Regions from separate parts of the Danio rerio genome. Here region 2 is linked to region 1. Evidence: chromatin contacts called from public Hi-C data. All regions are on one chromosome and are shown on one strand. The core of a region is the stretch at or near the end of the contact, and the rest is flanking DNA. Distances in the headings are between cores, read along the strand shown. Region 1 overlaps unc13ba (unc-13 homolog Ba (C. elegans)). Region 2 holds the start of atp8b5a (ATPase phospholipid transporting 8B5a).

The links. Hi-C and Micro-C count contacts between places; a contact is called where the count stands out from the background.
Region 2: a Hi-C map of an unstated tissue shows a contact between it and region 1, with 2.0 times the contacts expected there. The contact joins the promoter of atp8b5a here to the enhancer-like site in region 1. A contact is called at or near these places in 2 of 18 Hi-C or Micro-C datasets (caudal fin and an unstated tissue).

Annotation. Positions count from the first base shown.
Region 1 is chr5:19,878,024-19,881,510 of GRCz12tu, forward strand. All of the region lies in intron 12 of unc13ba (unc-13 homolog Ba (C. elegans)), which reads left to right. Among named protein-coding and RNA genes, the nearest start is that of unc13ba, 85 kb to the left of the region's middle. Within about 2 kb of position 2,163, at least 5 of the 62 cell types and tissues checked have an H3K27ac peak or open chromatin away from gene starts, as enhancers often do.
Region 2 is chr5:19,968,753-19,972,587 of GRCz12tu, forward strand. atp8b5a (ATPase phospholipid transporting 8B5a) reads left to right here and starts at 2,189. Exons shown (of 29, transcript XR_012406786.1): 1 at 2,189-2,257.

The DNA of each region.
Region 1 (3,487 bases), core at 913-3,412:
ATTCAAAGAAATTACATAAAAGAGAAAAAAATGCTCTAGAAATATTGTTTATAGTTAGTTTGTTAAAAATGTTGTTAATTTTTATTTACAAAATAATTTTTCATATGTGGTTTCCACATGTAATTGAGATATTTTTTTTTCAGGAAATATTATTTCTTCAACAAATTGCTAGTAAATGTTTTAGAAATAATCCCGTACAAAAATATTGTAACGTCTTGGGGAATGTTACTCTCTGATGTCACTAATGTCATCTGTTACTCTGTAAAAAAGCGATTAGTTGACTTTACTGAAAAGAAAATGAGAGTAAACCTGTTTTTTTAAAGCAATAGTTGACTCAACCTAATAATTTTAAGGAAATGGATTTACCAAACACCAACATCCCGCTGACTGCAATGCTAAATTTTACAGCTGAATAAAACATGTTTACAGCCTGGTACAAAAGATTTTGGTGCATATAACTATACCCTTCATGACAACTGTGAGGGGGTGACGTTTTTATAACTCATCCGTTTTATTTTTATTAAGTTATATAAAGTCTGCATAATTAAGGGCGTGGCCACTTGAGTGACAGATACATGTAGGTCTTGATGCTCACTGTCTTGTCTACTCAGCTGATTCCAGCAGATTAGTCGCTGAACTCAGCATATAAATCGCATTTTTGTTTTGTTTTATGTGGCTTTACACAGTCAGTTGCCTTGTGAAATTATTTCCTACAATTATCAGATAATATGGCATGCTGTGTGCACTTAATTGTGTTCACAAACCGTTAATGTGGCCTCTATTTCAGTGAAATTAAATACTTATATATCCTGTCTATAAATGTATTTGCTTTATTAATAATTTATCTTTTATAGTTTTCTTTTCTGTAGGCTCTAGAACCGTCATCTGAAATGTTGTCATACAGTGTTATGCCTGGATTTCATAAATAACCTTGCATTTACTAACACAAACTATATTTAAAGTATTTGGAAGTAATTTGCGTTTTCCTCCTGTAGAAAAATGTCACAAGAACTATGCTTAGTGGCTCAATGTATTACAACAGTGTTTTAAACACTTTATTGCTATAGTATACTACCAAGCCCATGCAATCAGAACACAAACGAGTCGCAGGTAATGAAGTATTAAGCGTTTCTCCCAAAGAAAAGCAAAATTCCAGCAGCCATCTGTAGCTCCACTGATGCTCCGCCTCATTGCCCTTTTTTGGTAACCTCCGGTTGGTGCGATGACGCGCCAAACAAAATAGCGACAGTTGGCCACGCCCACTTGTAGCTTCATTTGTGCACTTTAGAAACCCATGGGTGATGTCACGGATACTACGTCCATATGTTATATAGTCTATGGGATTTTCTTGCTTTTTTAAAGTAAATGAACTGTGCATAATTATAAAAATGAAGTCACATCAACTTAACAGTTCCAAGGTACAATGGCTTTGCTCACTTTTTTAAGTAAAGGCATTGCTTTTTACAGTGTATACTTATTTTCAGTCACCTGATGATACGGCAGTTTTTTTTCCTTGTAGATAATCTTTCATCTAAATAATTATTATTATTATTTATTTAGTTTAAGAATGCAACTACATAATATTACATAAGATTTTATGCAAGAAAAGGAAATCAAATATTTGGAAAAAAAATGGATTTAACATTGAATTAAACATAAAATTAAATATAAGATTAAAATTGTTTTGTTGTAAACCATACTCCCATTAAAATGCTTTTTTTATTATTCCCAGCAACAGAGAGTTAAGAATATCCACATGTAGCGATCGTAAGCCAGGGGGAAATGACTCCGAAATTATTTTATCTGCCCCCAGTGAAACATTCCTCTACCACAGAAGCCTCAATCTGGCTGGTACCTCATATTTTTTCTATCTGTATATCTTATTTTCTTTTCTACCTTCTTGTCTCAGTGGCATTGGCACTGAGGTAAACATGCTCCCTGCTTAAACACTAGTGCTAGTTTGTTTACCTTCTGCTTTACCTTCTTCTCCTGCACTTGTTCAGTTTGTCGATCACACTTTTAGACGATTTTGTGAAAATGCAGAAAGAACTCCCCTTTAACTCTTGCACTTCAGTGATCTCCAAAAGCCACATTAGTGTGCTTCTCACTGTGCTTATGTGAATCATTCACCCCTGAGTGCCCTTTCCTCCAGTGAAAGACAGACAGGGAGTGAAAAGAAGAGACGAGGTGAAAAGGCGGGGCTGAAAGGCATGGAAGCGAAAGACTGTGTAAACAGCATGTAGCACAAAGTACTTTGGCACAGAATACTTTGAAAAACTCCTATCCAGGTGTTGCACGTTATGGAAGTGTTAGGGATGTCAGGAGATGCTGGAACATGTATCACGAATGAGTGATATAACACTTCTGCCTCAATTCACATTCTTGACACCATGTCTAACACCATGGTTTAACCACACTGTAACTTCTCTATTCTCAGCTACATTGTCCAATCTAACACCACCTCATAGAAACACCTCATGGACTGTGTACTTATTTGTGGGAGAATACTAAATTATGCAGTTGGCGACTGTCAAAAATAATATGCAGCATGGAAAGCCACAGAATTGTGGTGTTAAAAAAAAGCTGAATAACTGAGTCATACTAGCTTAACATTCGTGAATCTCTTTACAGTTCCTCATTACCTATGTATCTTGTCTCATTAAGTTAAATCTTGGGAGGAGATAACAAAATAGGAAAAGTAGAAGAATATTCAGTATTCAATATACAGTAGTGGGGGAAAAAGCGAATAGGGAGTTCTATGCAGGGAATTTCTGTCTATAAATAGAAATGGGTATATCTATAAATGTTGAGAACCTGAATGCAGGTACAGTGCATGGTTTCCATAGCTACTGTTCCAGTGTCACATGATTTTGCACTAACATGTGACATTTTCTCTGCCTAATTGACTCTCCACCAAAAGTCGAGCAGCCAGAACGCTTTTTTTTCTTCAGTTCTCCTAAAACTCTTTTTTTAAACTGACATCCAAAGTTAATTAGGCTTTTTTGATTTTGGATTTAATCCCTGTAAAAACTGCATCAATGCCAAATGACTGTATTGTATTAAAGGTATTGAATGTTTGTTCACCTAAAAATGAAAATTTGTGAACTTGTAACCATTGACTTCCATAGTATATATATATTTTTTCATACTATGAAAGTCCATGGTTATATATTTTTCATTTTTTCAGCTAAAGAATAATATTAATAACTAATAAAGATTTTGGAACCACATGAGGGTGAGTAAATAGTGTGTTAATTTTTATTTTTGGGTAAACTAACCTTCTAATCTTGTATTTAAAAAAATGTTAGTATTAATAAAGCATCAGGCATTGTTGCCAAAAGACTAGTGGTCAGTGTGACGACATATTGCAACTGTAGGTGTGGACTTTTTTCCCATCGTCTCTGTCTCTCCAACATTTCATGCCGCTTCCTTTACTGTCCTATCACAATAAAGGTAAAAATATGTTAATTCATTCATTTTTCGTTGG
Region 2 (3,835 bases), core at 939-3,438, 91 kb after region 1:
GGCAAATGTTTAAGGTCATCGAACCAGAAATAGCTAGTAGTTCCCAGATCCAAACTGAAGAAAAAAGGAGATTGAGCTTTCTCTGTAGTATGTCCTAAAATGTGGAATGGGCTATCTATGTCCATTAGAACAATTTCCAATGAATCTTTGTTCAGAGAGAAACTTAAACTACACCTCCTAGAAAGAGCTTTTAAATTGGGAGAAAAATGATCCTGTTGTACCTATCTGGTGTCTTGTTAATTACTGTTGATGCTGTGTGCAGGTTGTCCGCGGGCTCTTAAAGTCTTAAAAGTTGATAAATCAATGTACAGAAATTTAAGACCCTTAAAAAGTATTAAAACGTCTTAAATGTTATTTAGCAAGGAACTAAATTTTATATCATTTTTGATTATGCAATGTATGGTTATACGCTAAAGTTTGCCTGAATTAAATCTGCAAATATCAGGATGCTGTGTAGCTTATGAAATCAATGAAATCCTACTAGATTTGACATCATGCTGCTTTGCTTACTGCAGTAACCAAGGCAACACCATTATTTCTGCAGCTCTACAGGCACCAACTTGCTGAATTAGCTAGATTTGTATTCAGTATATGAACAATGTTTCAGTTTTGGATTAGTTTCTTACATTAATTTTTAGTAAATATACTGTACGTCAAAATCTCACCAGTGTTTCTGGCTAAAAAGTGATTTTAGGGTCTTAAAATGTATGCAAAGAGTCTTTAAAAAGGTCTTAAAAGGTATTGAATTCCACTCTCTGATTCCTGTATATACTCTGGGTTTGTTGGATGTATTCCATGTTGTCTTATCTGTTGCTGTATAAATAAATAAACCTAATAACCTATATATATATATATATATATATATGGGACTCAAACCAGCAACCTTCTGGCTGTGAGGCGATCGTGCTACCCACTGTGCCACCGTGATATATATATATATATTATAATATATATATATTATATTATATTATATATATATTATAATATATATATATTATATTATATTATATATCACGGTGGCACAGTGGGTAGCACGATCGCCTCACAGCCAGAAGGTTGCTGGTTTGAGTCCCAGATGGGTCACTTGGCATGTCTGTGTGGAGTCTGCATGTTTTCCCAGTGTTCGTGTGGGTTTCCTCCCCCACAGTCCAAAGACATGCTATAGGTGAATTGAATAAGCTACATTGGCCGTAGTGTATGTGTGTGGATGCAAGAGTGTATGGCTGTTTCAACATGTTGGGTTGAAAGGGCATCCGCTGTGTAAAACATGCTGGACAAGTTGGTGGTTCATTCCATTGTGGCAATCCCTGATATATAAGGGGACTGAGCTGAAAAAAAATGAATGAATGAATAGTCAAGCCTGAAATTATTTATACCCCTGGCTGCCAATTCTGACTTAAAATTCTTTGTTTAAATGTAGATAAAAGCTAAGAAATGTATATATATTTTCCCCCCACAATGATGCCTCTTTGTCTTATTATCTTTCGGGAGACGCCAGTGTCATTTCAAGTAAAAAAAAAAAACTTGCTGGTTGAACAAATGTGACTTTAAGTCAGATTATGCCATGGATATGCTTGACTCTCTATGAATTTATGATTATAAGTATTTACATATAAAATTAACTGAAGGTCTTGTTTATATACTTTGTATATAAATGTATATATTATGTGTGTTATTCTGTGTGTGGCCGTGCAGTCGTTGTGAACATGCTCAGTACTGCTGCTCTTTGTCAGCGGTTAGAGGAATGGGGAGAAAAATGTGTTGCTTCCTTTTTTGGTGTGCAGGAAATCGATACTTTTCTAGTAAGATTGAGAGAGAAAGAGAGACCAAGATCTGTGTAGAGATCTCAACAAAAGTTTAACAGTGACTTCATTTCTAAGGAAATCAGGGGGAGGTTGTTTTTTTTTTTTTGTTTTTACCTCAGATAAACTTGAACGAAAGAGTAACACCGAAGAGCAATGCTATTTGCCGCCCCTCTTCCTTGTTTATCTTGCATGTGAGTGGTTGAGTCTTTGTGTGTGTGAGAGCGTGTGTGTGCGTGTGTGAATGAGTCTAGGCTAAATGCCTGCTCTCCCTGTTTCCCATCAGCCCAAAGTAAGAGCAGATGGAAGGCTGAGAAGCGAGAAAGGAGGGGGAGAAGGAGAAAATAAGAGAGCAAGACAAAGAGGAGGAGACTCTAGCTGACTTTGGTCACTCGAGAACCTCAGTAGACCTACCATACACACAAACACTGCGGTGACTCCACAGGACACTTACGGTAAGAATCTCGAGGGAAAGCTTTAGGGGTAGCTTGAGAGGTCAGGAGATCATCAGCAGATGCTCCTGGAAGACTGATATAGAGGGTGTGAGAGTGAAAGAGTTTTGTCTGTTGTTGTTCTTTGCGTCTCTCAGCAGTTTTTAAACAGGGCTGGAAAGAGTGAGAGCTTCACAGCTGGAGGGGGAGTTTTGGGTAATGGTTGCCGTCTGTACAACTACACTAAGTGTTAAAAAGAAGTTGAGTTGTATGGGATTTGCACTGTGACACGTTGTACAACTTTTTTACTTTACCAGTGGTCAAAGAAACATATAGCACACAGAGTTTGGAGTTACTTGAACACCAGTTGACAAATGTTTTATAACACTACTCTTTATTTTGTTGCTCTTTTCATAATCGATGTATTCAAATTGATAATTTGATCACCTTTTACATACTGTATGTGTTGACAAAAGTGACAGTAAGTTTGTAACAGAGGAGTAAATCTTTGAAAAAGCCTCTGAAAGCCACTGCAGGCTTGTCATTTTTGTAGTAATTATGATTTGTAGTGTTGTAGTATGCCTGAAACAAGGTAAGCAAGTTGTGTCTCGACTTTTTTGACCAAAAGGTAATGGCTTTTGTAAATGAAGGATGCTAACATACATTTGTCCATGACTTAATAAAGACCAGAAGGAATTGAAATGTCTTTCAGTGAGAACAGTGTTCATACCAAGAAATCACATTAGGCGTATTTACAAGATCTGATAATTAAGTCAATTTAAGGATCAAAGTGCAGTCCCAAAATGCTAATAATTGCCATTTTAAGTCTTGATCAGTTATGACAACAACTCCTGAATTAGTTTTGATTGGCAAAACTATCCTGAATTGTGTCAGATTGTCAATAATGAAATCCAGCTACCTGAGAAATTCATATACAAGGAGCAAACCACGTGTGTAAAGCTTAGGAGTGTCTATGCATTGCACCATCAACTCATACTCCGTGTGAAAGCGCATTAACTTTGCAAGTACATTTGAACTGATTCTGCTCATTCAATTCATCTTTATTTCTATAGCGCTTTTACAGTGTAGATTGTGTCCAAGTCCATTTAAGGCAGTTAATTTCACTCGGCGGCCACCATTAAAAAGCCTCTCAGGCAGTATGCTTGGGGATTCCCTCTGATTGGGGTAACATCAAATTCTCCAAAACTGTTTGTCAAGCTTACAATTACATTACTTATTTGGTATAACCAATAAAATTAAACAACAGCTGTCTCATAAGCTTCGTTCCTAAACATTTTAATCAAACAAGATTGGCATTTTTCAGGATGCATGCGCACTCGAAAAGAACAAGTTCACGACACCAACCTCATTTCTGGCAGTGTTACACGTTATCATCCTCTAGGTAGTGCTTTGTCAGATCGCGCTGCTCGTCTGAAGTAATTCACAGCTCCTTCTTGATGACGAATCTCCTCCAGAAATGACAGCGACTCTTTGTTTACACGTTTGTGGGCATTTGAGTAATTACAGGACTGACTGCACCTTGCGTTCGTTTCATACAGATTACAAAACCAAAGAAATGTTTTAAGTGCAGTTGGTTTATTT